Linked DNA regions of Mus musculus: regions 2, 3 and 4 are each linked to region 1. A link is a contact called in public Hi-C, HiChIP or PLAC-seq and promoter capture Hi-C data. All regions are on one chromosome and are shown on one strand. Each heading gives the region's core, a stretch centred on a gene start, on an enhancer-like site or on the middle of the called end of the contact. The rest is flanking DNA. Distances are from core to core; before and after follow the strand shown. Region 1 holds the start of Sstr2 (somatostatin receptor 2). Region 2 overlaps Slc39a11 (solute carrier family 39 (metal ion transporter), member 11). Region 3 overlaps Slc39a11 (solute carrier family 39 (metal ion transporter), member 11). Region 4 overlaps Slc39a11 (solute carrier family 39 (metal ion transporter), member 11).

The links. Promoter capture Hi-C pulls out the DNA fragments that hold promoters and counts their contacts. Hi-C and Micro-C count contacts between places; a contact is called where the count stands out from the background. HiChIP or PLAC-seq counts read pairs in DNA pulled down with a chosen protein or histone mark.
Region 2: a promoter capture Hi-C map of neural stem cells shows a contact between it and region 1. The contact joins the enhancer-like site here to the promoter of Sstr2 in region 1. A contact is called at or near these places in 9 of 39 promoter capture datasets (the C10 cell line, the HPC-7 cell line, cranial neural crest and 5 more), 1 of 15 datasets of contacts at CTCF or cohesin (the NIH/3T3 cell line), 4 of 484 Hi-C or Micro-C datasets (bone marrow-derived macrophages, cerebral cortex, cranial neural crest and 1 more), 12 of 115 datasets of contacts at active chromatin or transcription factors (T-cell acute lymphoblastic leukemia, craniofacial prominence, embryonic basal ganglia and 9 more) and 4 of 9 other capture datasets (adipose tissue, embryonic stem cells, liver and 1 more).
Region 3: a contact with region 1 is called in a Hi-C map of cortical neurons. The contact joins the enhancer-like site here to the promoter of Sstr2 in region 1. A contact is called at or near these places in 15 of 39 promoter capture datasets (the 3T3-L1 cell line, 3T3-L1-derived adipocytes, the HPC-7 cell line and 10 more), 1 of 15 datasets of contacts at CTCF or cohesin (the NIH/3T3 cell line), 4 of 484 Hi-C or Micro-C datasets (the N1E-115 cell line, cerebellar granule neurons and cortical neurons), 12 of 115 datasets of contacts at active chromatin or transcription factors (the SCID.adh cell line, T-cell acute lymphoblastic leukemia, embryonic basal ganglia and 7 more) and 3 of 9 other capture datasets (adipose tissue, embryonic stem cells and pancreatic islet).
Region 4: a contact with region 1 is called in an H3K27ac HiChIP or PLAC-seq map of embryonic fibroblasts, with 5 times the contacts expected there. The contact joins the enhancer-like site here to the promoter of Sstr2 in region 1. A contact is called at or near these places in 2 of 39 promoter capture datasets (embryonic stem cells and neutrophils), 9 of 115 datasets of contacts at active chromatin or transcription factors (the NIH/3T3 cell line, craniofacial prominence, embryonic basal ganglia and 6 more) and 1 of 9 other capture datasets (adipose tissue).

What each region holds. Positions count from the first base shown.
Region 1 is chr11:113,613,876-113,620,629 of GRCm38.p6, forward strand. Sstr2 (somatostatin receptor 2) reads left to right here and starts at 5,452. Exons shown (of 2, transcript NM_001042606.3): 1 at 5,452-5,747. It also overlaps a transcript of Slc39a11 not described here.
Region 2 is chr11:113,324,540-113,332,001 of GRCm38.p6, forward strand. All of the region lies in intron 6 of Slc39a11 (solute carrier family 39 (metal ion transporter), member 11), which reads right to left. Among named protein-coding and RNA genes, the nearest start is that of Gm51926, 12 kb to the right of the region's middle. Within about 2 kb of position 2,017, at least 87 of the 459 cell types and tissues checked have an H3K27ac peak or open chromatin away from gene starts, as enhancers often do. A contact at or near this core is called in cerebral cortex, craniofacial prominence, embryonic limb bud and 3 more, where this site is marked.
Region 3 is chr11:113,347,744-113,355,484 of GRCm38.p6, forward strand. All of the region lies in intron 6 of Slc39a11 (solute carrier family 39 (metal ion transporter), member 11), which reads right to left. Gm51926 (a long non-coding RNA gene) reads left to right here. Exons shown (of 3, transcript XR_003949793.1): 2 at 6,196-6,335; 3 at 6,764-7,741. Among named protein-coding and RNA genes, the nearest start is that of Gm51926, 11 kb to the left of the region's middle. Within about 2 kb of position 4,683, at least 36 of the 459 cell types and tissues checked have an H3K27ac peak or open chromatin away from gene starts, as enhancers often do. A contact at or near this core is called in the HPC-7 cell line, the N1E-115 cell line, the SCID.adh cell line and 2 more, where this site is marked.
Region 4 is chr11:113,266,254-113,273,987 of GRCm38.p6, forward strand. All of the region lies in intron 7 of Slc39a11 (solute carrier family 39 (metal ion transporter), member 11), which reads right to left. Among named protein-coding and RNA genes, the nearest start is that of Gm51927, 39 kb to the right of the region's middle. Within about 2 kb of position 2,853, at least 40 of the 459 cell types and tissues checked have an H3K27ac peak or open chromatin away from gene starts, as enhancers often do. A contact at or near this core is called in the NIH/3T3 cell line and embryonic fibroblasts, where this site is marked.

The DNA of each region.
Region 1 (6,754 bases), core at 4,202-6,701:
TGTGGGCTGCGGTGACTCTCGCAAGCTGAGACAAACCATTCCTGTAAGACGCAGCATGCTTAGGGTGGGAACTGACCAGAAGGCAGAGATGCTGCCCTCCTATCCTGGTTCTATCACACCCGAGGGCACAGGCTAGGTGACAGATTCTAAAACTCTGGTCTGGTGCAGCAGCACAGAGCTTCCCAAGGCCTTGTGCCTGCCCCCACTTACACAGAGGTGAGGGTCTCAGGCTGGAACTGCAATGAAGCTCAAAATGACTCTAGAGTGAAAAGAGACCTAGTTACTTGGGGGCTGCCCCGGGGCAGTCTTCTTTCTCCATCATCTAAAACAAAGAGATTTAGCTTCTGGGGCACCTCCTTTCCAGCTCACAGTGGAACCACCCGAAGAGCTCCAAAGTGCTGAGCCGGACGAATCAGGATATCTCAAGAGCAGAGCTAACACAATCTTCCTTATAAAAAGTCTCAGCTGCCTCTGCACAGGCGGGCAGAAGTCCCACCCTATAATTAAGTGTTCTTTCTCCCCTCTGCCCGAAGAGTAGCAGATCACCCTCCTGCCCTGCAGGTGACAATCGGACAGTTCTGAGCAGGAAATCAGCTCAGGGGAGGACCAGATAACTGGTCAGAACCCCAGAGTATTTGGGAACTAGTCAGAACCCATCTACAAAGACTTCCTGAAGCTAAGGACAACTGCAGATAACTAAAACCATGCTGGAGACGGCTCAGTCCGTTAAGGGTTTGCTGTGTTTGAGTATCTGAGTTTGATCCCTAGAACCCACACTTAAGGGGTGGGCCGGAAAGTATGGTGGTGCGTGGCTGAAATGCCCGTGCCAGGAAGCGGAGACAGGTGCATCCCTTGTGCTTGACAGCAGGGCAAGCATACTGGTTGAGTCCCCAGTTGTGGTTATTACAGGGGGAGGGGGGAGTGAGAGGGGGGAGGGGGGGAAGGGAAGGGGAGGGGAGGGGGAAGGGGAGGGGGAGGGGGAGGAAGAGAGAGAGAGAGAGAGAGAGAGAGAGAGAGAGAGAGAGAGAGAGAGAGAGGAGAGGAGCTACCCATTAGGGGAATAGTTCCTCTTCCATCTGATCAAGTTGTACAAGATGGATCTGCCAGCCTCTGTTGCTCTGGGTAACTGCACTGTGGGTACTCACAAAGCAGGCAGCTTGAACTGGTAGCTTTGCAACCCTGAAGAACTCAGTCTCTCTGTGCCTTGGTTGGTCCATTCAGAAAAAGGAACACTGATTGGGCTTTGAAAGACTGCAGTGAGGATGCCAAGAAATAACACAAAGGAGCCGGGCATGGTGGCTCACGCCTTTAGTCCCAGCACTCAGGAGGCAGAGGCAGGCGGATTTCTGAGTTCGAGGCCAGCCTGGTCTACAAAGTGAGTTCCAGGACAGCCTGGGCTATACAGAGAAACCCTGTCTCGGAAAAAAAAAAAAAAGAAAAAGAAAAAAGAATTAACACAAAGCATCCAGTGCAGCACGGGGTAAGCACTCAATATGTGTTCAAATGGATTCATAGGAAGGTTCTCGGAGCTAAATCAAGTGTGAAACACTGGGGTAGATAAAGGCCAGCCAGTTTCTTACCTCAAGATGTCTTCAAATGACCAAATGAATGGTGCCAGTGGCAGTACCAGAGGTATTCAGGGTTACTGAGATCATAGCCTTGTGCCCCATGCAAGCCAATGGGCCAGGAATGAATGGCACCTCGTGGTGTTCTCAGGAGGCACACTGCACCTGCAAGGCAGGTGTGATGGCCACCCTTTCTGAGCTGTCCATGCTCTCCCCCTGAAGGGCCTGTGACAGATGAGCACTCCAGTAAGGACCAGGGAATGTCCTTGGAGACAGCTTGCTCTTTGCCAACTCTCACCGAGGACTTGTTCCAGGATGAGTGATGAGGAACCTTGTTATGTTAACAGGCATGACAGACGAGGGGAAGAGAGATGCTCAGGCTGGTAGTGGGGAAGGACTCCCTCCCCTCATCCAGGGTTTCATAGCCTGACACTGTCAGCCAACTCGACTCCTGCCTTTCTAGTCCCTGGCTGAATGATCTTGGGCAAGTCACTTGGCATCTCTGAGTCTGGTTTTCTCACTTACACAACTACGTGGCATTGGCTTTCTTGATCAGAGGCTCCGAGGTCCCTCTTGGGACCAGCATTCTTAATGCACTTCCAGCAAGATGGAGAAGGAAGTAGGAAGAGGAGAGAGAGAAGGGATTCTGAGGAGCAGTTTCCAAGGAGGTTCCATAAGCAGGGAGAGAGAAGGGAAGAAAGGGGCTCCTGTCACCCCTGCTGAATCTAAAGAGACCTCAAGCCCTCTAGGCCAATGGGCATGTCCTTAAAAATTCATGGTAATCACATGCCATAGTTTCCAAACAAAACATCAAGTCCAGGTGTGGCCTCACAGACCTGCAGTCCCAGCTCTTGAGGCAGAGGCAGAGGCAGAGGCAGAGGCAGAGGCAGAGGCAGAGGCAGAGGCAGAGGCAGAGGCAGAGGCAGAGGCAGAGGCAGAGGCAGAGGCAGAGGCAGAGGCAGAGGCAGAGGCAGAGGCAGAGGCAGAGGCAGAGGCAGAGGCAGGAGGCAGAGGCAGAGGCAGTCAAGGATCGTCACATGTTTGAGGCCAGCCTGAACTACACAGTGAGTTCCAAAGCACCCCACATTTAACATGCTGCAGCTTAAGGGGCCTTGCTCTTTCTCCATCCATAGAAATGTCACATGTGCAGATGACAGACCCTGTGCCAGATGCCTGGCCTGCCATTCAACACCACCAATCAATCCAGTTCTCCTATGCCTCACACGTTCCTCTAAGCTAAACTGCTTCCACCATAAGCTAAACTGCAACATTTGCTTCCACCAAATGGACAGCAGAGGAACAATTGCTCTCCATTTAGTTGATAAAGCCTCTAAGCGACCAGACAGAATGACCTACTTGAGAGTTCCCGGTCCGTTGTCTGCTGAACTCCCAGGCCATTACCGTTCTTCATTTCCTGCCACCTAGCGTCCCTCTGGTAAGTGCAAAAATGAAGAGGTGTTTGTTTCATTGGCTTAAAGATACCAAGCAAGGGGCTGGAGAGATGGCTCAGTGGTTAAGAGCACTGACTGCTCTTCCAGAGATCCTGAATTCAATTCGCAGCAAACAAGCAGCTCACAACCATCTGTAATGGGATTGGATGCCCTCTTCTGGTGTGTCCGAAGAGAGCTACAGTGTACTCACATACATAAAAATAAATAAAAAATCTTTAAAAAAAAAAAAAAGATACCAAGCAAGCCAGTGAGGAGGTTATCTCTTTTGCAACCCGTGTATTTTTCTGGTTCAAGGTCTCGTTACATAGTTACTAAAGGAGCTGTTGAGGAAGGACAGGCCTGCGGCAGATTGCTGGGTGGGTGTCAAAAGGGCAGGGTATTGTCAAACCAGGATTGGGAACTCAAACCTGGAGGCTGGAGGGGCGGTGCAGCGAAGCCAAAGGTGATCTCAGAGCTCTGTGGAGGCATTCACAGGTCGGGGGAGGGGAGAGAGGCACACAACCGGACCGGACAAAATCAATAATTGTTCTAGATGACCTTTTCTGCTCTCAAGGTCAAAGTGTTCAGATCTCACGGGGCCCAGCTGCAAAAGAGATAGGCATGCCCTGGTTTCATCTATCCATTGGGGCTGAGCCTGGCAGACCTGACTCTGAGAGAGCTGAGGGAAGACTTCCCAAGTGCACGGAGGGTGGATTTTATTGTGTGTGCTCAGCATGTTAAGAGCATACAGAAATGATCCCCACGTTGTTTGGGAAAGGATTATTTAGCTGATAAGGACAGCCTGCTTTTTTGCTGGTGGTGTTGATATGGAACCAAAAGTACAGAAACCAAAAAAACCTGTACACTGCCCCCTGGGGGTCACCTTGTGTATGAGAGAAGGAACTACTGAGAACCAGGGGTTCCTGTTTTTGAATGAGCTATTTTGCTAGACAATACACAAACTGCAGCAACAGGTGACGAACTTTTACAAGGTCTCATGACACTCGAAGAGAGCCGAGCTCAGAATGGACACTTCCTGGCTCTTCATCCTTCTCTGTTCCCGGAAGGGTTTTTAACTAGAGGGGGCAATAGGCATTGTAACAACTGTGTCTCAGGGAGGAGGAGGCCTGAGCTCACTCAGGGCCCCTTCTTTCCCCCAGGGCCACTCCCCTCGTTCTGAGAGCTGCACTATTCAACCCTTCAACCCCGCCCATAAAAAAACCTAAAGACAAGCCAACCCACACAACACTAGGACCCGACAACCACTGCTTCAATCTCCATCAAGTCCACAGAGCCCACACATCTCGTAGAGATGGTGCCAGTGAGCGACACTCTGACTTACAAGAATTCCGGGCTGCTTTTACCTGCTGCCTGGCTCCCTGTCAAAACTCACCGCACATACACAACTCCTGGATTTATGCTTTTCCCCGATGAACCCGCAAGCAGATCAAAAACAGGATGGCTGCATCAGGACCCACAGAGAAAGCTAATCGGGGGGGGGGGGGTTTGTTTTCTGATTTTTCATGTTCTAGAAACCACCAGGGTGCACTCACTGTCTCTGTCTGTCTGTCTGTCTCTGCCCCTCTCTCTCTCCTCTCTCTCCCCTCTCTCTCCTCTCTCTCTCCTCTCTCTCTCTCTCTCTCTCTCTCTCTCTCTCTGGGGGAGTGTTAAGAGGTGAAGGAAGGGAGGCTACAGGATTGATTATGACTTATTAAACTATTGGAACATCGGCTGAATCATCACAGTCAAAAAATAAATAGCTGCAACTTGATGCGACACATCTCCCACTTCTTGTGAGTCCCTCCTTGCTCCCGCAGAGCGCCACAGCGCGCGTAGGCGGAACGGTTGGGCTGGGGCTGGGTCAGACCAGCAAGCAGTGACTGACGGGCTAAATTAAAGCTAGAAGAGACTGCATGGCCCGGGGCCTCCAGTTGGGAGAGCGGTGGAGCCCGCGGAGCCTGCTGGCTGCAGGAACTGAAGCCAGGTGCCCCGCGCTTGCACACCTGCAGGCGCCTGCACGGGAGACACGCTTGCTGCTGTCACCCCTTTTTCCTCTGCCCTTAGCCTGACTCTGCAACCTGTGCCCTGTTCCCGGGACTGGACCGTGGTAGGCACGGCTTTGCAAACTTGAGAACACGTCTTAAAGGTCCCGGAGCTAGTCTAGGTCACCCAAGTCGCCGCACCAGCTGCCTGGAATTTGTTGGGTAAAACCAGACCGAGTCACTGAAATCGGAAAGAAAGCCACGCGCGCCCTCATAGGGAGGAGTCGTGGAGACACTGACATCGCTTCACCATCCAACAGCATCAAGGTCTGCTGTCTTATCCTGGGCCACCCGCAGGTTTTCTCCACTCTGCTCACCGGGTCCAACAGGACCCGGCAGGCGGAGCCAAGCTGCCGTGACGTCACGGGCGGGGGCGTGGGGAAGTGTGCCCAGGGGCTGCCACCCGCCCGGGCCACTGCTAGCGGCGCAGCCACCGGCGCGCTCGCGAGGCCACCGGCGCCTGGAGCACCAGTCCGCGGCTGGGCGTCAATGATCTACAGGCCAAGCTAGCTCTCTCGGGGCCCGGGCAAGCTCTCTCAGACGCCAGAAGGGCCAGCACGAGCCAGCCAAGGAAGCTGGGAGCCCCGGGAGCCACTGCTGAGCGCCAAACACCCGCTAAGCCTGCTGTGCTCCTGGACGCCCAGCTGGGTAAAAGAACAGCTTCTGGGTGCTAGAGAACACAGGGAAGCGAGTGCTCGAGGAAAACCAAGGTGAGGGGTGCCAGTGTGCATACGCGTGTGTCACCGTGAGATGGAGGGAGGGACAAGCACACTTTGGGCACCTGCATGCATCTGTTCTGGGGATAGACCGCCGATCCCGGCGACCTGCACGTTGGTCCCGGCGCGCAAATTCTCTGTTTTTGTGCCTTTGGAGGTGACAGGTGGATGAAAGATGCATATCGTGGTGTCTGGGGTGGAAAGGTAGTGTGTTCTGGGACGGATTTGTTCTCAAAGAAAATGCCCAAGTACCGTGGCGTGTGCCCTGCGTGTCCGATGGGGACAACTTGTTTCCTAGCCACCTGCGAAACAGCCCTGGTCCGAGGAAAGAGACACCAGCTAAAGGAGAAGGGACATGCCAAGTGCCACCACAGGGTCCACAGTCTGAGACCTAAGTTAGGGAGGGACAGTGATGGGGACGTCACCGAAAAAGAAGGAAAGCAGATTCTTCAGGGCTCTTTATCGCCCTGATGGGGAGGCAGCCCAAATTCGTCTGCGGTCAGGTCCCCCTCCCTCCCCCCCCCCCCCACCCGCCGCCCTCAGGCAGAGAATCTGTCTAGATTGGAGAGAACCAGCTACTGAATGGTCAGGTCCCCAAGCGACTGTCAGCGCTCCTAGCTGCCCCTGGCACCTCAGTCCCCTCTGCGTTTCGAAGCTGGACATTGCAGGCACCGCAATCCACTCTCCCTCAGTCTGCCTAGAAACGGTAAAGATCCCTTAGGGAACACGTTGTTTCCAGAGTCAGCGAGTTATGACCCTAAATATTTTCCTCACACTAACTCCATCGTCCTGAGCCTCGCTTATCTACCTTCGCCCCAATGGCGAGGGGCACTCTAGCATCGTGGTGGGCTACACAGGGCTGCTGCAAGTTCCAACCTCAGATTCTTGGAGGGGTGTGTGTGTGTGTGTGTGTGTGTGTGTGTGTGTGTGTGTGTGTAGGTGTCTGGTAGGCTTGGAGATGGGGAGGTCTTGAGGGCTCACAACAGAAAGATGCTGGAAAG
Region 2 (7,462 bases), core at 767-3,266, 290 kb before region 1:
GTAGCTCCCATCCTCTGTGTTACATGCATTTTCCCTTAGGACAGAACAGTCCCACGGCTATCCCACAGGCTGTACATCCCCAGCACCCTCAGGCTTCCTGGGATTCTTGGGGCCCCAGAACCTCCAGACCTACCTCAGTAGCAGACATCACTAACTCCTAATTATACATTTCTTTTTCACCAGGCTTTGCTTTTTGAGGCAGGATTAACAGAAACATTTATACTTAGAGGTGTGAAACACTGTCTTCATCTCAGAAAGACAAATACTGTATATTACCTCTCATGGATAGTTCCTGGATTTTATGGATGTGTAAAATCACGTATGTATATGGTATGAAAGGAGAAACCTCGCCTTCTAGGGGGACAAAGGGGACTAATGATCTGAGGTAGGGGTGAAGTGGGAGAAGGTGCTCAACACACATTATATATGTATACGAAAACTCCAAAATAATAATAAAAAAAGTTAAACAAACGTGTTGTTTCTAAATTGCTTGATGCTAGTGACCATGACCCTACCTTTGGAAGTTTCTGTGTTTCCAGGGCTCGGAAAGCCATACAATGGATGTTCAAAAGCCCCATTGGAGAATGGCTGACCCTCCTTGAGAGAATGCCGTCTGTGATCCTAGTGAAGCAAGGGGAGGATGAAGCAGGTCATTCCCCACTCTTCGGGGCAGGGCTGAGGGAGGGATGGTAGGAGAAGGCAAACGTGGATGAGGCACGGGCTGCCTACTGTGAGTTGGTGGCATCACAGCAGACGGGCTGCCCACAGCCCGTGAAACAGAAAGAAATATTAGCGGCGAGTGTGGATCTCCAAGGGTTGGGCGAAAGCAGCTTCTTAGTAATAGAACTGTCCTAAAATTAACCTTGAGAGAGGCACGCCTGAACTGTGCACCACTTTGAATGTATCTTTCATACACAGAGACCAGCTTATGTTCTCTAACACACACATACACACACACACACACACACCACTCACACACGCACACACACATGCACACATGGATATCACAGTGCATTTTTCTTCTGCAGCACACTCAAAAGCACAGGTCAGTCTGAATGACTACCCCAACCACTAACAGCATTTGAATAATTTGACTCTCACCGATGTGCAAGGCTAAAAAAAAAAAAGAAGAAGAAAGAAAGAAAGAAAGAAAGAAAGAAAGAAAGAAAAGAGAAGAGAAGAGAAGAAAAAAAGAAAAGAAAAGAAAAGAAAAGAAAAGAAAAGAAAAGAAAAGAAAAGAAAGGAGAAAAAGAAAAAGGCCTGAGCTTGACTTTGAGCAGGGGTGCATGTGAAGAAGAGAAGAGGTAGGCATGGGCTGGAGACTCAAATATTGACTTTCCCCGAGGAGCTGATGGGTGACGGGAGCTGTTGGGACCACAGTGGGCATCTGGAACAGGGGGTGTTTCTGCTTTCTGGAAGCCAGAGCATGTGGTTCCAACACTAAAGAGCTTTTAAAGGGGTTAGCAAACGCAGAGAACTGGCAGAGAGAGCACGGAGGCCAAGGCTGCTTGGTTCTCACGTGAGTCAGACCTGTGCATCACCGTGATGAGGGAGGAGGGAAGGTTTGCTCCGGCCAATGCCTTCAGAAGTGTCAGCCTATCATGGCAGGGTGGCAAACATCTCACATCATACTGGCCAGGGAGAAGAGATAGAATGTGAGATGCATTTCTCTTCTAAGCTCATTTAAAAAAAAACATAAAAAAAAAAAACTAGATAAAACCCATCGCAGAGCCACGGTGGATCTGAGTGGGACCCCGAGCTCTTTCTCTTCTGCTGTGCAGGACTTGGTGACAGTCAGATTTTTCCATCTTACAGATATTTCCGAGTCACTGTGGGCCGCTTACAACTCCTCTCCTGGGTCTGCCCAAGGGTTTCCTACATGCCTCCATGATATTTATGAACCTGTCTTTTTCTAGGCAGATCTCATGGGCCGGCCACATGTGCCCTGTCCCTAGCTTAGCCTCATCTGGTGAGAACTGGGACCTGCAGATTTGCCAGACCCCCTGCTGGAGGGAGATGGGATGACAGGCAGCTGGCCGGGACAGGAGCGGGCAAATACCAGATGGTAGAGAGGAGGCACTACCTCAGGGGGTCCACGCGAGCCCACCCCGGCAGATGCTCTGATTCCGCGGAGGGACCCTCGGGTTGCTGCGTTCATTCCTATTCCCTCCTCCTTCTCCTCTGCTTTACAGTTCCCAAGTGTAAGCTCTTCGGAGTCACACTGGAAATCTACTGAGCAAGACAGGGAGACGAGCTGTGGCTACACACAGGACAGGAAGTTTCCTAGTCAGTCCCCAACACGGGTACCCATGGCCTCATTCTGTCTCACAATGGAAACAGAGTGTTCGGAGACTGCTGAAGCTGTGGTTCCTAGCAACACCAGGTCTGTGCTAAAGAGCGGTATCTGTCTGATGACCATCAGCCTCGATGCACGGACTCAGGGTGAGGGCGTGGAGGCTTTCCTGAGCAGCTGATGGACACACAGCTTCTCTCGACTTCAAGTTTGTGGTGTGTGCGAGAGGTGGGGGGAACGGAGAGATGGAGGGGGAGCGGGACAGACTGGAGGCCAAACACAGATGTCAGTGTTCAGGAGTCGTCCACCTTTTTTTTTTTTTTCTCTTTAAGTTTTACTGCATTATGATGAGAAAAGGCACATAATTTCAATTTATCTGAATTTGTTAACATTTAAAAACATATTTTGAGTAAATAGACTTACATCACATTCTTCTTTCCCTTTTGTACCCCAACTCCTCCCGGAGAGCCCCCCTTCAAAACCTGCAATACCTTTCTTTTTTTTATCATATTCTTTAAAATTTATAAAATATTGTAATAATAAAAATGAGTATTATAAAAGTTATTGGATATAAAACAACAATCAATTGAACAGTCTTATGTAGATGTTTGTCTACAGCAATACTGAAAATACATATGTTTTTCTCAATATAAATTCCAAAGAACTCCAAATATATTAACTGTATGATATTTTAAAATAATATATCACTATTTTTTTTCCTGTTTGTTCTTTTGCCTGTTTGTTTATAATAGGGTCTCTCACCATTCTGAAACTTGAGGTGTTGACAAGGCTGCCAGCCAACCAGTCCCAGACCACGGCCTGTCCCCCCCTTCCCCAGAGCTGTGAGCCAACATTCACTACCACACTAAGCTCTTTCTTCTGTAAACATGGGAATAAACTCAGATCCTCCTGCTGCACAACAGGCTCTCTCAGACTGGAAACTTCCAGCCTCTCTCCAGCCTCAGACTTCCCTCTCTCCTCTAGGCTGACCTGGGTACTGTGAGAATGAGCAAGGTCCTGGGGGATCTATTGTCTGAAGTGCACACAGGCAGAGTGTGCGATCTGTTGCTTTAGAGCACAAGAATAAAAGCTTTTTTAAAAAAAAAAAAAGGCACTTCAGGCTTTGTCTGGCCTATAGGGTATACTGGTCTTGGGAGCTGGGGTGGGCGTGGCCTACTTTGCAAGGTTCCATCTCAAAAAATTGTACATCACATCAGGGAGTAATGCCCTGGATTGAATACAGCCCCCCCCCACCCCCAATTTGTGTCCAAACCGGTAATCCCTCTGTCTCTATCTCTTTAGTCAGGATTACAAGTATGGGCCACCATGCCCAGCTTTTTCCCCCCTATGTTTGTATTTTTTTTATTAGATATTTCCTTTATATACATTTCAAATGCTATCCCGAAAGTTCCCTATAACCTCCCCCCGCCCTGCTCCCCTACCCACCCACTCCCGCTTCTTGGCCCTGGCATTCCCCTGTACTGGGGCATATAAAGTTTGCAATACCAAGGGGCCTCTCTTTCCAGTAATGGCCGACTAGGCCATCTTCTGCTACATATGCAGCTAGAGACAGGAGCTCTGGGGGGTACTAGTTAGTTCATATTGTTGTTCCACACATATGGGGTTGAAGACCCCTTCAGATCCTTGGGTGCTTTCTCTAGCTTCTCCATTGGGGGCCCGGTGTTTGATCCTATAGATGACTATGAGCATCCACTTCTGTATTTGCCAGGCACTGGCATAGCCGCATACGAGACAGCTATAACAGGGTCCCTTCAGCAAAATCTTGCTGGCATATGCAATAGTGCCTGGGTTTGGTGGCTGATTATGGGAGGGATCCCCAGGTGGGGTAGTTTCTGGATAGTCCATCCTTTCGTCTTAGCTCCAAACTTTGTCTCTGTAACTCCTTTCATGGGTATTTTGTTCCCTATTCTAAGGAGGAATGAAATATCAACCCATTGGTCTTCCCTCTTCTTGATTTTCTTATGTTTTGCAAATTGTATCTTGGGTGTTCTATATTTCTGGGCTAATATCCACTTATTAGTGAGTGCATATCTAATGACTTCTTTTGTGATTGGGTTACCTCACTAAGGATGATATCCTCCAGATACATCCATTTGTCCAAAAATTTCATAAATCCATTGTTTTTAATAGCTGAGTAGTACTCCATTGTGTAAATGTACCACATTTTCTGTATCCATTCTTCTGTTGAGGGACATCTAGCTTCTTTCCAGCTTCTGGCTATTACAAATAAGGCTGCTATGAACATAGTGGAGCATGTGTTCTTATTACCAGTTGGAACTTCTTCTGGGTATATGCCCAGGAGAGGTATTGCTGGATCTTCCAGTAGTATTATGTCCAATTTTCTGAGGAACCTCCAGACTGACTTCCAGAGTGGTTGTACAAGCCTGCAATCCCACCAGCAGTGGAGGAGTGTTCCTCTTTCTCCACATCCTCGTCACATGCCCAGCTTTTAAAATGTGGGTTCAGGGGATTAAACTCAGATCTGTGGGCTTGCAACCCTCTTTCCAGCCCCTGGAAATAATCTACGTAGACGAAATTCACTAAGGCGAGGCTTAGCTGGAGTAAGGTGGGTCTTACTTAAATACAGTGCCGGAGTCCTTACAAGAGGTGGTGGCAACCCAGAGGAACACAGGGAGGTTAGAGGAAGATGTGGGTGGGAAGGTGGGGGGTGCCCTGAGTTGGTCATGTGTACACCAGGGACTGATGACAGCCAAGAACTCAGAGAGGTTTCAGAGGGGGCCTGGCCCTGTGGACACCTTCATCTCAGGCTTCTAGAATCTAGCAAGGTGTCCCTGTTGTTTTGAGTCACCCAGCAGGTGGCCCTTTGCTGTGGGAGTCCCGGGGAGCAAACACAGTGGCCTTGGAGGATTCTGAGACACCATGCTTTGTGTAGCTGTTCATCCTACAGGGACACAGTGTTAGAACAGTTGCTCCACAGCAGGGGGACACCATAGAGGCTAAGCTCTGCTGGAGAAGCAGTCATCAGCCACCCCCACTGCCACCCCCATCCCACCCCCATTCCCTGCTTTCCTGTGGACCTGGGGCCTGACCTCTATACCCTGACAGTGTGAACAGCCTTGCTGGGTTGACTCATAGCCACAGAGGAGCTGGGCAGTCCAATTAGTCTGTTTTTTCCTACAGCCACAGGCCTTGTCACTCCATGGCAGTATCCCCCTATACTGATAGAAGTCATTCCCAAGGGTTATATATTCATTTTCCTGCATCCATAATCCTATTTAATTTCTGTACCGATGACTCAGAATTGTCTTGGAAACATTCATTAGTGGGTGACTACACAAAAAGGGTGGTGGCCTAGGTCATCGAGGAGCAGGAGAGGATGTCAGGTCCTTGTTAGCGCCATCCCCAGCTGGTCTGCAAGCAGAGGTGGCGTCTGCGGGTTGATTTCCCACGCGCCTCATTAGCATCTGGGCATCTGTTTTCCTCTCTCCGTGTTATCAAGAGGCTCATGTCCCGGAGACCCTTTCCTCGTCACGGCTTCCCTAACCTAATGAAGTATGAGGAAGGAGATGACTGAATTCCTGGTAACTCGACAGCAGCTGAGAGTAAATAGAATTGAGAGCCAAAGAGCTCTTGTATGGGTCAAGTCTTGAGTACCGTAGGGCACCAGCTTCTCTGATGTCTCCCCTGGAGGCCACAGACCTCTTACCCACTGCCTCTCTGTTCCCAGGCTGAGTTCAAAGGGTGAACCCACCCTTAGGTTCACCTAGATGAGCTGAATAAATAACTTACGTTCTGGGGCAGAGGATGGACCAGCTTGGGCCCCCAGAATGAAGGCAGAATTTATGTGCTGGGGAGATGGCCCAGTCAGTACAGTGCCTGCCTGCCTGCCTGCCTGCCACACAAGCTTGGGGACCTGAGTGTGGATTCTCCAGGACCCGAGTCAAGGAAACCCCTAGTTAGCAGTGCATACCTGTAACTCCAAGGATGAAGAGGTAGAGACAGGAGGATGCCTCGGGGGAGGTCTGTGGCCAGCCAACTGGGAAGAATTGTGAAATTCTAGGTCACAGTAAGGAACCCTTGTCTTACAAAGCAAGGTAGATGGCTCTGGAGGAATGACATGCAAGGTTGACCTCTGGCCTTCACACGGGGACACATACACATATGCAAACACAACTGTTCGTGTGTGTGTGTGTGTGTGTGTGTGTGTGTGTGTGTGTGTATGTGTTAGTTATGGTTTGACTCTGAAATGTCTCCCGCAGACTCATGTTTTAAACACCTGTTTCCTACAGTTAGGCTTTAGGAGGCCTGCCTTCATTTTCTGAGGCTGGAGTTTACAGGAGGGACACACACACCCACTCAGCACTTACATGACAGGAGGGACACACACACCCACTCAGCACTTTCATGACAGGAGGGACACACACACCCACTCAGCACTTACTTAGATTCTGGATCTGAACTCTGGGCCTCAAGTGTGCACGGCAAGGGCTTTAACCTTGAGCCATCTCTACTTTTAGCCTGAGCCTACACGGGAGCTGGAGGGATGCCGTTAGCAGCATTAGACACAACGTGCTAGTGTCTTAGAAAATGGGTGCTTCAGACCGCGGGATCCACTTCACATTCCATCTGGCACCATTAGTGGGGGAAAAAAAAATCACAAGGATTCTACTGATAAAAAGGCTCTTTCACTCCCCTCTGCTCTCCTCCACTAAGCCTAACCCTGTCTCTGTGACCATGAGCTGAACTGAAACTCGGCTCTTGGCAGATGTAATACAGGCAAGGACCTTGGGATGAGATCGCCCACCTTAGGGTGGACTTTAAATCCAGTAACTCTCTCAAAGGAAAGCTAGGGAAACAGACACTGATATACAGAGAAGTCAGGCTCAGAGCCGGGAGGGATGTGTGTCTGCAAGCCCAAAACTCTAAGGACCGCCAGGAGTCCCCTGAGTTGGGGGAACAGGTGTGCTCAGTTCCCCCTTAGAACCTCCAGAAGAGATCAGCCCTACTGATACCTTGAATTTGGTGTTTCACCCCCATCTGCCGTGTTTATAGTACTTGTTACGGCAGCTACAGGATCCTCTCTGCCTAACTCTGCCACACCCATTTTTGGGGCAGTTTGAAGCGACCTCTCTGTAAAGGGAAGCAGAAAAAGGTGGCAAAAGAACCACCCTCCACTCCACCAAGTAT
Region 3 (7,741 bases), core at 3,433-5,932, 270 kb before region 1:
ATGACAAGCTTTTGTGATTATTTCTCTGAGCTGGAAGTACATGGTCTGTGAGCCACCATCACTCACTCTCACTCTCTCTCTTCTCTCTTCCCCGCACCCAGGAAGCAGAAGTGAGTTGGGTGATCACAAGGGTGAAGTAGAACAGAGCGCAGTGCGTGTGCGTGCGTGCACATTAGTGTGTGTTTATTCATACTGAATAAATTACATGAACTCTGATGTCTTTATTAAAAAGTCAGAAACTCCTGTGACATTATTTTTGCCTAACCATACACTGTCATAAGTGCTCTGGTCACATTTAATGTCACTTCATTCAAGATGAACTAATTCTTGGTGTATTAAATACATTTTGGGGGCTGAGGAGAGGGTTCGGTTGGCAAAGTAGTTGCCATAGAAGCATGAAGAACTGAAGTGGCTCCCCAGAACCCATGTAAGTAGCCAGGCATGGTGGCATGCACTTGTCATCCTAGTGATGGGGAAGCAGAGGCAGGAGGAATCCCAAGGCTCAGCTTAGCCTAACTTGCAAGTGGGTTCTTAGTCTATGCTCAATGTCCTCATAAAAAGGGAAATGTTGGGGCTGTCAGAGATGTGCCAATGGTTAAGACTGAAAACTGCTCCTGCTGAGGACCCAGGTTCAGGTCCCAGCACAACCTGTGATTCCAGCTCCAGGGTGATCCGATGCCCTCTTCTGGCTCTGATAGGCAACTGCCCCCACACACAGACACACATACTCATAATCAAATATTAAAAAATAAATCTTAAATACAGAGCAATGAAAAAACGTCCCAGATAGATATAGAAGAAAAACAATGTCAAGAATCATGGGGAAAATATATCCACTTACAAGCCGCGGAGAAAGACCGTGCTGTGTTTTCAATGGATGTTTCCCCAGATGATTGCGCTTGGGAAGATTGTGGAGCCTTCATGGATGAGGTGGGGTCTTGTGGCTGGACCCTCGGGTTTTATAGATTATCCCCACTTCCTATTTACTCTGCTTCTTGACTTTAGATGCAATGTGACCAGCTGTCTCCAGCTCTAGCCACCACATCTCCCCTGCCAATAATGGACTGAGTCCCTCTGAACTGTAAGCCAGGACTGGGTCCCTTTGAAATTCAAGCCAGGACTGGGTCCCTTTAAACTTCAAGACAGGACTAGGTCCCTTTGAACTGCAAGCCAGGACTGGGTCACTTTGAACTGCAAGCCAGGACTGGGTACCTATGAAGTTCAAGACAGGATTGGGTCCCTTTGAACTGCAAGCCAGAAATGATTCCTTTTGAACTGCAAGCTGGGACTGGGTGCCTTTGAACTGCAATCCAGAATAAACTTCCTTCCTTAAGCCCTTTCTTCAGGTATTTTGTTACAACATGAATAGTAACTAATGCAGACCTGAAAGGAATGGTTAACTCAGTACCTACCACCTGAAGGGAACATCTGTCTAATCCTTCACTTCAGATGTACAGCCTCCAAGACCTTGAAAAAAATCCTGTCCATGGAAGAAAACCACATTAACACAATCAGAGTTCCAGGGAAGTGTTTCTAAGTTGCTCAGCTTTGGGGCATGGGTCCCCTTGCTTCCTGCTCCCTTTTCTCAGACCAGAGAACTTGGAGGTAAACAGCAAAGAGTGAGCTCTGAAGCAAATGGTTGTGCTTCCTCCCTACTTTCCGTGTGACAAACATTGAGCATCTGTCTCTCCACCATCCTTCGTCCACAGCAGTCAAACACAAACCCTGCTGTCTTTAAAGTGAAGAACACGGTCAGAGAGGTGTCCCTGAGCTGCACATGGGCCTGTACGTCCTTTTCACCTGCCTCCTTCCCACCACCTCCAAGTCACGGGGTAGCTTCCTGAACTCCATTTCAGTCCTTAAATCACTTCCGCCTCCGTGCATTCTTAAAGTCATTCTTAGACAGCAGATTCCCCGACTAAGACATGCCAGTGGGGAGCACTGAGGCTGCAGCTCAGAGGCAAGTGGTCATGTCTAATCAGAGAGCCCAGAAACTTCCAGGATTGCTAATGTCACACAAGTGCCACTTTGTCCATTCTGGGCCTCCAGGTTGGCTAATGTCACACAAGTGCCACTTCATCCACATTGGCCAGAGTCTGACTTCCTGAAGTTGTCACAGAGGACTTCATAACACGCATGAAAAAGCAAGGGTGCCCCCCCCCCGCCCCCCGCATCCCCCAGAAGATGAATGAAAGGCTGAAGAACGTGGCAATCTCTGAACTTAGAAGTGCATGCATGGGATTCTGGGTAAGGAAGGAGGGAGGAGGAGAGAGTGCCAAGCCGTTGGGTGCAGGAAGGATTATTTGATGCTCTGGGAGCTCTCCATGTAAAACAAAAGCACAAGGGAATCCAAGTTCTCCAGGTCTATACAGTCCACACTCCCTCTAGGGAAGGATTCAGATCCTGCTTCTAAACAAGCCAGAGGTCACTCTCCTCCTCCCCTGGGGCGGGGTGAGTCTCTGGAAGAGGAATCACATCAAGAGTCTGCGGATCTGTGACTACATGTTATATGCTATTGTAACGTGCACCCAGGAATTGTGGGAGAGGTTGCATGTGTTCAGGCAGAGATCCATGAGGGTCTGTGGTACCTAACATAGGAACTATTCTCTATTATTATCACGGAAATCAAGTCAAAACTACCTGAATGCATATCGCGCACACTAGGAAAACACAGACAATGCCAGGTGTTGTTGAATGTACAGAGACATCAGGACTTTCCTACGCCGATGGGGAAATCTCAAATAATATGTCTCCAGGCAAGCGGACCAGAAGAGATCAAGGGCACGGGAGCTAAGAGGTGAGGTGTCAGAATTTGAAATACTGTTTCTTCTTTCCTCTGAGAGGTGGTGATCAGCAGGAAAAAAAAAAAGATTTCTCTTTTAAGAAATGAGGTTGGGGACTGGAGAGATTGCCCAGTGGCTAAGATCACCGGTGCTCACCCATTGGACCTGGGTTCTGTGACTAGTACCTACATGGTGCCTCACAACCATCTGCATCTCCAGTTTCAGATGATCCGATGCCCTCTTCTGGCCTTTATGGGCACTGCATGCACACAGTGTACATACATACAAGAGGGCAAAACCACCTATACACATAGGATTAAAATGAAATATCAAAAAAAAATGTAAAAGAATTTAGTCTGGGGACAGAGTGCAGGGTGTTTGGGCGGGGCTATTGAGACAAGGCAGCGGGCCAGAAGAGACTGGAGAGTGGATGTGGTGAAGTAGGACCAGTATGCTTGGTATTTGATAAAAATGGAGGGTAGTGACAGATGGTGGAGGCACCATGACAACAGTAAGGTGTTCTAGCCCAGAACACCTGAGTGAAGATCAGGACATTATCTGCAATGGGACACAGATGGTGGGGACAGAAAAGGCATGTCTGAAGGACAATGGGACACAGATGATGGGGACAGAAAAGGCATGTCTGAAGGACAACTTGGCAGAGACACTTAGCCAGGTATTTAGAGTCTGTGTCTTGGGTCCCTGGAGAGGAGACCCCTTTGTTTTCTCCCTTTTAATTAGAAACCTTTGCATTGGGGGCATCTGATGTACCTCAGTGTCCTACCCCCTCAGGACCCATACTACTCACACCCCTACCCGAGTTCTCTCCTCCCTGCTCCTCCGACACCCTCATCCCCACATCGGCCAGCAGCCGTGTGCTTCCCATGCTGTGTTTCAAGTTACCCCCGACTTGGCTGAGCAATCCTGCTACTTCTCCAAAGCAGCCCTGGACATGTCAGAGGGGCAGAAGTTGACTGTGTTCTGTGTGGTCACTCATGGATGGATGTTCTGCGAGGTAGGAGAGAAGTGAGGGGCAGGGACAGGGGGGCTCAGAAAACCCATGATGCTAACTGCTGAGGGACCCTTGGGTGGGAGGGAAAGAAGAGGTGAACCACAGAGAGCAAAGAATATAAAGCCACGGAGGCAAGACAGACACACACACAAACACATGCACACACACTTGGGGTTTATTCTCCTGGATGTCACCCCCACTGTGTTTGGTATACTAGGACAGTAGGCTAGGGCAGATGAGAGGATTTGGCGTTTGCTTGTTTGTTTGTTTGTTTGTTCGTTGTTTTCTTTTCTTTTTGAAGCTTCACAAAGGATCTCCTTAAAGCTGAAGGGGCACACTTTCTCTGAACCCTGTAATGCCAGGGCTGAGAGGCAGGCGTCTAGGTGTGTGAAGAGTGCTATCCCAGGCATGTAAATCCATCTGGAGGTGGAAAACAGAAAAGAGGGGGATCCCAACAGGGCTGCACCAAGAGGGAAATCTCAACAGCGGAAAAAGACGAGGGATTACACACAGAGTCAGGATTCAAGGAGGTTCATTTGTACGATGGTGTGGCTGAGAAAAGTCCAGATGGAAACGGCCGCCTGACTCTGTCTACACTGGAAAGTGCGCTCCAACAGAAATAGTGAGTCAGAACTCGATGCCGTGTTTGTCAACTTGGGGACCAGCTGGGCTGTGTGTTGAACAACCCATCAATCCGCTAGACACACACAGAACGGGAGGCATCTTCCAGTTGTCAGAGTAAAGATTCTTTACTCTTCAGTCCGGCAACCCGAAGACAAACAAGGGAATTTGTGGCTTGGTTTCCTTGACAACCTTATCTTCACTTCAGGCACCATCCCTGTCTCCAAGCAACAGGGCACTCTTCAGAATTACCAGAAGGTGAAAAACCAGCACTTGCCCCAGTCCTCCAGGACAAAGCAGGATGGGGAAGAGCCACTGACCCACACCTCACAATGCAGAGCCCAGGGAGGCTAGGGAAGGTGTGTCTCCCCAAGTATTTCCCCAGACCACATGCACCCAGACTCTATCCCCTCAAGTTCCTTATGTGCATGCTTTGGCTTATTCCCTGGAGGACACAGTGACTCAACCATTCCTAATGCAAAAGCCCTACATGGCCTCAAGCGGGGGGGGGGGGGGGGGGGAAGAAGTGGAGGCGGACCCTAGAGAGCAGGGCACAGAAGGAAAGCCAAGATGTTACTGTCACCATGACTTAGCAGATTGCTAAACCTGGAGAAAGGAGTTTGATTAAAGGAAGAGAGAAGACACCTCTATTGCGGTGTTGATATTTAAGAAGACCTCATTTGCCTCAGAAAACAGGATTCTGAGTGTTTGTTTTTTTACTGTGGGCTCCGTCCCTGGGCCACGAAGAATGTCTAAGAGTATAAAGAAGAGGTATGAGTGAGCAAACTCTTGAGAGGTGGCAGCTCTGAGTCTTCATGGAGACCAGAGGAGTGAGCTGAGCGGCTGAAGGAACTGGGAAACAGAAGGAGCCGACATGGGATAGGTTCAGGTGTTGCATCTCATAACCCAGAAAGCCACCATCCATCTCAATCCTTTATTGAGGATTTCAAACCACCTCACACCCATGACCATAGCTGCCCTTACAGCATCTGCAAAGCTGGGGCCAGGCTGGAGCTTGGAATTATGCCCCTTCCTTCACAGCCGTGGCCATCTCTACTTGAGGGCTGTTCTTGCACGCCATTCACACCACACAAGGCTATTTCTCAAGAAGACACACACTACAGAGTCTGAGTCCAAACTCTGTCCCATCATTGGGATTGAAGAATTCTGATGGTCTGGTTTGTTATCATTCAAATAAAATCCCCAAATCTCAGGGAGTACAGGCAATTACAGTTTTCAGTCATCCTGCAACTGTATGGATCTATTCAGGACCCCTCCCTATGACAGTGAGTAGCGATTGTTAGCTTTACGTCATCTAGACCAGGAGACAGCTGTACTGGTTGGGTTTGTGTGTCAACTTGACACAGTTGGAGTTATCACAGAGAAAGGAGCCTCCCTTGAGGAAATGCCTCCATGAGATCCAGCTGTAAGGCATTTTCTCAATTAGTGATCAAGGGAGGAGGGCCCCTTGTGGGTGGTGCCATCCCATGGCTGGTGGTCTTGGGTTCTATAAGAGAACAGGCTGAGCAAGGCAGGGGAAGCAAGCCAGTAAGTAACATCCCTCCATGGCCTCTGCATCAGCTCCTGCTTCCTGACCTGCTTGAGTTCCAGTCCTGACTTCCTTTGGTGATGAACAGCAACGTGGAAGTGTCAGCTGAATAAACCCTTTCCTCCCCAACTTGCTTCTTGGTCATGATGTTTGTGCAGGAATAGAAACCCTGAGTAAGACAACAGGCTTCCACACCAGTGAGGGACTCCTTAGACCATCTTGTCTTTTAGGCATGCCTGTGAAGAAGTCAGCACCGCTGAAGACCAGTGTTCATCACTTCATGCTTCCTTACTGTGGATGCAACGTGACCACCTGTCCCACATCCCTACAGCTGTACCTTCACCACCGTCATGGGCTGTAACCTCAAACTGTGAGCAAAATAATCAATCCTTCCTTCTTGAAGTCGGTTTCATCAAGTACTTTGTCACAACAAGGAACTGAAATGTCTCACCTTGTCTGGGAATTCCTGAGTAGAGTAACTTACAGAGTCATCTCTCTGATTCACTTACAACATGTGCATGTGTGGCTGACATGAATAAGAAGGGGCGGCATGGCAGGGAGTGGGGGTGGGGGATAGCCTGAGTCATTGCAATGGGCTGCAAAGATCCCACCACCTAGAGTCATCTGTAAACATTAATACAGTCATCAGTGGAGAGGGTGGGAGTGATGGTTAGTATTGATTGTCAGCTTGACAAGTTCTAGAATTATCCAGAAGGTAAATCTCTGTGACTGAGTTTCTGGATTGCGTTAACTGGTGATGGAAGACCCACCCTAAACATGGGTGCCCTTATTACACAGGCTTGGATCCCAGACTGCAGGAAAAGGAGAAAGTCGGAAGAGAACTGATTCTCAGTGCTCTCTACTTCCTGGACACAGATGTGATGTCACTATCTCAACTTCCTGCCGACATCCACCATGACGGACTGCACCTGCAAACTTCGAGCCAACGTAATCTTCCTCCCTTTTGCTTTTATCTTGATATTTCACCCAGGTGGTGAGAAAGGGACTAAGACAGAGAGGGAGGGAGTCAGGTCACAGAGCCCTAGTCATTTGAAGACAACCAGACATAACAGGCTTCAGCATAGGCCCGGGACAAAGGGAATCAGATGGGTAGGTAGTCCCAAAGGCTCCCAGCTCCCAGAATCACAGACTGGGAGAAGACTGAATGAAGTATAGCATTCACAATTGGTCAGGTCAACATCTAAAACACACAGGCCAGAGGGTTCTCTATTTGCTCAACAAGAGAGCCACCATTGGGCAGCTGGTTCAAAATGGCATGGTGATCCAGGTGTTTCTGGGAGCTTAGGTTCATCATGACTCTCTCTGAGGGGGTTTGGAAGGCTCCACTCAAGGCTCATCTAGAGATTCTCTATACCCTGGGTCTGTCTATGGAGGGAGACTTCTCTCTCAAGCTGCAATACTGAGTTCACATCTCAGACCTAGAGGCCATGTCTACAAGAAAAGGGAGGAGCACGAAGCAACGGGAGCTACTCAAGCCGGGTTAAGACACATCTGTGCTGACAAGGGGACTCCATGGGCAGGCAGGTCACGGCCCCTGAAGAGGGAACACATGACAGAGCAGGGGACAGACCTAGAAGCATCAGGTCCATTTGTCATTTTTACTCAATTGTTTTTCATCTGAGATGGGAAGAGAAAATGGAATTTCCATTTGAGGATCCGCCCTCGGTTAATTGTTATTTGTAGAACACAAGTAGCAGTCTCATTGTTCTCAAGCCCACACCATAAAAGCCATCCAGGGAATGCAGGCAAACAGAA
Region 4 (7,734 bases), core at 1,603-4,102, 350 kb before region 1:
GGAACAACTTCCCAATAACCCTGCCTTTGGCATAATCTAGTCTGGCTTGAATTGGCTAATTTTCCGGCAATGGAAAAATAACCTATCAGCATTTTGCTGAGATACCCTTAGAACGATATAAAAGTAGTCTTAGGCTTCTCCTCAGCCCTCTTGCACATGCTCTGTCATGAACAATGTACATATCTCTAACATGATGCCAACGGGAAGACGGTGCCGGCACACCACCACCACTGCCCCCATGCCACAGACTTGCTCAGTGTAAAAAGTGACGACATGACCATTCCTCGATATGGTAAAGGGGAAGACTTTCATTGTAAGTGTGTGTGTGTGTGTGTGTGTGTGTGTGTGTGTGTGTGTGTGCGCGCGTGCGTGTGAGAGAGAGAGAGAGAGAGAGAGAGAGAACAGCCAGAGGCATCAGAAGAGAGAAGGAAGTAGACAAAACACAGCCAGGAATATCTCCAGACAGACAGACAGACAGACAGACAGACAGACAGACAGACAGACACAGAGAGACAGGAACAGAGAGAGGAGATTAGCAGGGGATAGAGAACAGAGAAATCACAGGAGATGCAGGAGCTGAGCAGGAAGAGAGAGCAGATGGAAGAGCAGGGTTAGAAGAGCAGTGAGCAGCTGTGGGGAGGGGCTTTGGGGAAGGGAGGCGTTGAGAGGGCTAGGATGCTAGCGCACACTTGGAACTGTGGAACGGAGCTTGTGATACCAGCCTGCACTTTGATGTGCTAGGAGGCATCACAGGAAGCCATCTGTCCTTTCTGCCAGACTTGAGGCAAAGGGCTCCTTTGGGTAGAGGAGAATCAGTCTCACAAGTTCCTGAGGGATGCTGGCTCGTTTCTAACCACCCGACATCCTCCTATGGTCCACGTTAAACTCATTCCTGGAAATATGAACTGCCGCTTGGAGTTTGCGGAATTGGAGTTTTCTTTGGACTGGACTCCCAGGATCCTTCTGTCTTGCTTGCCAGCACTGGAGTTACAAACCTATTCCACCACACCTAGCTTTTAGGGGTGGGTTCTGAACTCAGGTCCCCATGCTTGTGGGCAAGCATCTTACCAGCAATATAAATAGTTTTTAAAATTAACTTTGAAATTGATTTCTTTTTTTGTTGTTGTTTTTGGTTTTTGGGGGGATTTTTTTTATTTGTTTTTTTTTTTGTTTGTTTGAGACAGGGCTTCTCTGTATAGCTCTGGCTGTCCAGGAACTCACTCTGTAGATCAGGCTGGCCTTGAACTCAGAAATCCCCCTGCCTCTGCCTCCCAAGTGCTGGGATTAAAGGCGTTCGCCACCACCGCCTGGCTTGGAATTGATTTCTTGAAATAAGGACTCATATATTTGTGGACCAGACTGACTTGGAATTTATTGTGTAGCCCAAGCAGGCTTTGAAGTCATGACATACATCCTGCCTCAGCCACCAGAGTGCTATGACTGCATGTGTAAGCCACCTCGTTTGGCTACCAAAAAACACACTTCAGTAGCACTTAAATACACTCACAGTGTTGTGAAGCCATCACCAGCAGTTCCGGAAATGCCTAGTAATAGTTCTAGAGCATTCTCATCTCTACCCCATTTAGGTGCTCGCTGGTTACCCTCCATATTCTGTTCCTCGTAGCCCCTAAAACCCACCACTGCTTTTTGTTCTGCCTATTCGCCCACTCTGAATAGAAACCATACGCGGTCCTAAGCATCTTCCGTGGACCATAATAGCTTCACCCACCCGGATGCTGCTTCACCACTTCCTGCCTTTTTATAAGCAATATGCCACTGCCTGTGTAAGCAGTGTTATCCATCCCTCCATCGATGGGACATCTGTGTTGTTTTTGCCTTCTGGCTGCTATCAAAGTGCTACACAAGCAGTCGTGAATGCATCTCCGTTTGGTCCCCTGTTTCCAATCATGCCCAGTCTATTCCGAGGAGGGAAATGGCAGAGTAGCATTTTAAGAGATTGCGTGTTTGTCTCAGGACCCGAGGAGTGCCATTTAATTAAGGGGATCAAGAGGTTAGGAATGTGCTTGTAGGCGTCTGAAATGCTTGGTGTGGATCAAGGTTGGAAGGAGGCAGTGGTGGGGGGGCGAGTCCAGCTGAGAGTGACTAGGGGAAGGTGACAGTGACAGGCATGCGCGCACCAGAGGTAAGGAAGCACCTTCCTGCCGATCAGCCAGCTAGTCCAGGGGAAGCTGAACTCACTCTCAGAAGAACCGCACCGCACGAAGCTCATGAATCTTTAGAGTTCTTCCAGGCTCTCTTGGCCAAACCTCTCTACCATATCTGAGAAGCCTTTGTATCTAAACACTGCCTGGGACTGTGGTCACTACCCATCCTGATCTTCCGTCCAACCAGGAGTCGATATCCTCTGGGGAAGCCTGTTCACTATTGTTAGCCTTATTATTTACATAACTGTTTCTCTTAGTAAGAGACAGTCTTGGGTCGAAGTTTAAATCATCAGAGTTTAATCAGAATAGCTCCGGTCTGAGAACACTCTCTTCTCTAAAACAAAACCCATAAAATTCATGAACAAAGAGAGTAATAGAATCCTAATAGAATCCACCGGGCAAGACAAAGTAGAAGCCGCAAGCCGGTCCCATCCTATCAGTGCAGATATAGGGAGCCCTCACCCTTGAGAACCTGCTAACTTGTCTTCATATGAGCGTCAGGAGAAACCTTCTGAGTATGAGGTTTGCTCTGGAGGATACGCAAGTACCATGACTCACTCACAGCACAGGCTTCCTGTTCTTCCTGGGTCCCCAGAGAATGCTGAGGCTATTTCTCTAAGTCTGCTAACAGCTTGCGGTGACCTACCCTGTCTCCCAATGTGAGTTTGCTGGGCTGGCTCGATTAACTCATGAGTCAGAGCTGGGTTCTCCAACCCAGTCCAGGTACAACAAGCATCAGGGCTCCATATGCCTGATGTTAGCCTGAGGTCAGGCGGGTGTCCAGTAGGGCCATGGAGGAGTCAGAGGCATGGGGCCTAGCTCATGGCCTGTAGGCAGTGCCCAGTGGGACAGGCAGACAATTTACGAGCTAACTAACACTTCATAAAAGTGAGAAGCAAATGCTAATGGGCCAACAAGCCAGGGCAGAAGACCTTTGTCTTCAAGATGGGAAGCTGACAAAGCCACTCTCCCAATGGCAGGCAAGTCTGCCCAACCAGTGCTGACATTGATCTTGGATAACTCTGAACTCTAGAAGGCTGCTGTCAACAATGGAAAGAGACTTCCTAGGTCAAGAGATTTGAAACTTTGTCCCCTAACTCTTTACTTAAACAGAAAGGCCAGCTAGGCAGATTTTTTTTTCTTTTTCTCTTTTCTTTTTCTTTTCTTTCTTTTTAAATCACTGGTACCATCATCCACCTCTGAGTGACTCTGGTGAGTAGCCCTCTTGCTCCAGGTGACAAATGTGACCTTGACTGGCATTCTTCTGTACTTTTGGCAGAAAGGGACTCTGGTGTCATCAGAGTTTGGGACAGTAGGGGCCAGCTTCCTCAGGCAGACGGGAGAGAAAGCATTTTGCTTCTGCAGATTGTGGATGCTCAGGCTGGGTCCCCAATGACTTGGATTGCTATCTGTGTACACGACCTTGCCTCAGGGGTTCTAAGGCTACACGGAGCCATGGCCTGTGTGGCTTGTTAGCTGCCTACAGTCCCACCTCAACCAACTCAGGATGGGCCAAGTGTGGGATACAAATGATGCTGAGAAAGCTATAATCTTCCCGTTTAGTCTTTGACGACTTATCTAGTGCTTCCCATGTTCTGGGAACCAAGCTGGCTTCAAGTGACTCTAGGGGGATTAAAGATGGGACCCAGATTTGCATGGAGCTAGAGCCACACAGATGTCATGCAAGTGAAAACAAGGGCTGAGTGATATTCCCCTCCACACGCTAAGCCGTAACCAAATGGTACTAACACATAGGATGCTAAATGTGGGTTTGTCAAATTCAAGGAAATATCTAGAGAAGAAGGAAGTAGGCAGACTTTTAGAAGAGATGACACTGGACCTAAGATCTGAAGACTTGGAAGGGTGACGGTGGTTTAGACTGACCGTTAGGGAAAATTAACTTTCCACTCAGAGGGGCAAGCAACAAAGGCTGACACACGTGGGCAAGGCCAGAATCTAGGGATGGAGGTGACTTTGAACTTCATCCCTTGGGTCCTGAGTCCTGAGAGGATTATTCTTAGAAACACGCAAAGGGAAGTGACTGGCTTGGATTAGGAAATGATTTCAGAGCACAGGATAACCCAACGAGCACAAAGCATCCAGATTTGTATGTAACCCCTACTTATGGATATATTTCTAAGTGTAAGTTCCTCTAGGAAGTGGGCTGAACTCGCAGCAGAGAGATTTACGTTAGAGTGTCCATGTATCAAGAACACACTGAGGCCCACAGTGGTCCATCTGCCCCTGCCATTAGAAGAAAAGTGTGCTTATCTTTCTTGGTCAAGAACCTATCCCGCACACCTATTCAGACTCCTAGATGACTTACTCAAGGGGGAAAGATCTTAAACATGTCTGAAGTCCTTCACAGTGCTGTCTACACAGAACACGCAGGGGACCACGTGTAAACAGATGGCGGTCAAGATAAACATGGCACAGATGAAGAGAAGGCAGGTTGCCAGAGGGGAACTGTATAGACAGACAGCGCTGAGAACCAAGAGGACAGCCGGCACGCGGGTGCTCTGTTAAGTACCACACGGAGGTCAGGTAGGGAAGAAACCTTTCATCTTCAGAAGATGAAAAAATAAACACCGAATCAAAGTCTGGCATGAAAAGATGACATGACAAGGGACTGGACTGGTGACTTACGGTTAAGAGCACTGGCTGTTCTTCCCAAGGACTCGTCTTCAGTTCCCAGCACCCACCTAGCAGCTCAGAGCCATCTCTAACTCCATTCTAGAGGAGCTGATGCTGGCTTTGGCCCTCCTTTGAAACCAAGCACACATGTAGTACACAGACATGCATACAGTCAAAAGACCCATGGAACCAAATGTACAGAAATACAAATAAATGTTAACTTTATAAAATAAGACAAAACAAACAAACAAAAACAAAAGAATCTATCCCTGTTGCTGCTGGTCAGACTGACAAGCCCACCAGAGGCTGAAACTGGCTCTCTGGGGGTTTATAGAATGTCTGTTTGCCAGACGAGTGAGGCATGGAAACCCCTTTCCTCAGCAGGAGTCTTGGAAAGAAACACATTACTGAAAATCGATGGGAGCAAAACTCAGGTCCCCTCACCCCACCTCAGAAGTGGAGAGCCCTGTCAGTGCCGGGCTGCAAGGCATCATGGGAATCCAGAGGTTCGGAGCCTGGGGGGCCAACAGTCCCGTGAGGAGGAGGGATGAATGGGAGGTGCACCATGTTAACGATGGTGAGGCTAATTAAACAGTGGCAATTGTCTCTCAGAAGCACGCCAAGTCTGAGCTGCACACCCTGTGGTACCTGCAGCATCTCAGCTAAGTGAGTGTAATTACTCCCATTTAAGCCAGCAGAAATGGAAGCTCTGGGAGACTAAGTAATGCCTCCAAGATCATACACCTCCCAGAGAGCCAGGACTCGAACCCTAGTGTGCCCGGCTTCCCACAGATGATACCCAGGACGGTTAACTCCAGTAGAACAATCCAAGCGGAGCATAAATAGAAAAGAAGCCATTGGACTTTGGAGGCTACTTGAGGTGACTGTCAAGTGTCTGGGTTGATTAACTGTGAACTTGAAGGAAGACAAGTGTGCTTTTATGCCACAGATCTGCCCTGGGCCTGCTTGGGCCTGTTTCCACCCCTCTGAATGAGGAAGCTGTGCTTTGCAGGAGCCTGGCAGAATGAGGAGAAGCCGAGAGAGGCTGAACGAAGGGCCCAGGGGAAGTACGAAGTATTGTTGGAGACAGGAGTGGATGCCAGGCTTGGAGAGGCCCTCCTGGCAGGCGTGACTGCACAAGAAGGAAGGTGCTAATATTTCCTAGGCAGACAGTAGGGCTGCTCCATTGGACACAAATACACACTGGGACACACAGAGGGACTCAGACACATACGGGGATACAGAGACAGACCCATAGCGATACGTACAGGAATACACAGACACACATACAGGGATACATACATGCACAGGGACACACACAAAGGAACACACACACAGGGATACATGGGTACAGGGGCTGGGATACACACAGGGAACACATATAAAAAACACACAGGGACATACACAGGAATACATATATACACAGGGACACACACATAGGGATACATAGACCCAGGGAAACACACACACACACATTTACCCAGCCAGGACAATGACAAAAGTAGGTAAGTCAACTGTGTTAGACAGGAGGTGTAACTTTCCTCCTTAAGGAGTCAGAAGAAGGAACGGGTGACTCCTAATGAGCCTAGGAGTCCAAAATCAACCAGAATATTACGGTCCAGCCCTTTGCCCACCCCAACATCCACCTGAGAAGGCTCCTGAGTGGCCTCTTATTACTCTGCTCAGCCCTAGAGTGAAGAGATGGGGTGGGGTGAGAGCAGAGAGAAAAAACAAAGATTGACTTGTGCTCACATCAATGCCCATGAGGTCCCTGTCCACGCCGGCTGGCTGGTGGCTGGCAGGAAGAGAGAGGGGGGCATGGAGGGAATGCTCTTGGGCCAGGCTGGCCATGTCACTCAGTAGCTTGATCAGGAACTTGCCTGCCTCTGGATGGGGCTCCAGCCTAGGACCCAGGCGAGACCCGTTTGTTAAAACATGCTACCGTCACATGGTGGTGGCAGTTCTGTGGGTTGTGTGGCGTGCCAGGCATCTTCCTTAGGAATCAAACATCTGGAGCAATTCAAAACGAGCACCTCAAGATGAAAACGGAAGGTTGAAAGGGGGAATACCAATTGCTTTGGTCCTCCATGTATGACAATGATGTTGGCTCACCGAACTCTTAGCATCCATGGTTACCTGCCGGAGATTTGCATGAAATCTGGACTCCCTGAGGACACATAGCACTTAATGGTTGCTGGAAGTTAGGATTCATGAGGCCCTGCCCCTCCACTGCATATGTGTGTAGAGTTGGGGGGGGGGACTTTTCTGCAGTGGTTTAGCTATATATAAATTGCCTATGTTCCCCTACATAATCTCAGTTACATCCAATGGCCCACCGTGCTCTGGGGGATGCATGTTTCTCTGGCCTCATCTTGGTGTCCTATCCAGGAGTGATGTTTGTTCATTGCCCCCAAGGAAAAGTTCGCATGGCATCAATAGTGAAATTCAGTCACCCTCTCTTATAGATTGAAAAGCTGAGCCTCTGTGTGTGCGATTAGGCCACCCCTCTCTGATACACCCCATTCTCCTGTTGTCCTTTCACCCCAAGAAGGCGTGTGAGTACTCTGATTCTAAATAAATCCCACCTGGGCTCTGTTTTGCCAAGGCTTTTCAGACCACTCACCAGCCAGCCAGCTCACTGCCTGGAAAACTTCCCTATCTTTAATCAGAGCAGATGTTAAAGCTGGAAGCACGGCCCGCTCTTTACCCAGACAGATGCCTCGATACCAGCTGGGACTTAGTGTTGAGAAAGCCTCACTATTAAACATTTTCCTTAAAAATGAGATCGGTAAGCCATCCAATTCTTGGGTGGTCCCAGAAAGGCAAGAATCTTGCTTCCCAGTAGAAAATGGGGAGAACCACCCTTGGCCTCAGCGTGCAAAGGCCTCGGAGAAGCAATGTAAAAGCAAGAGCCACCTTCCTCCTCTACCTGCAG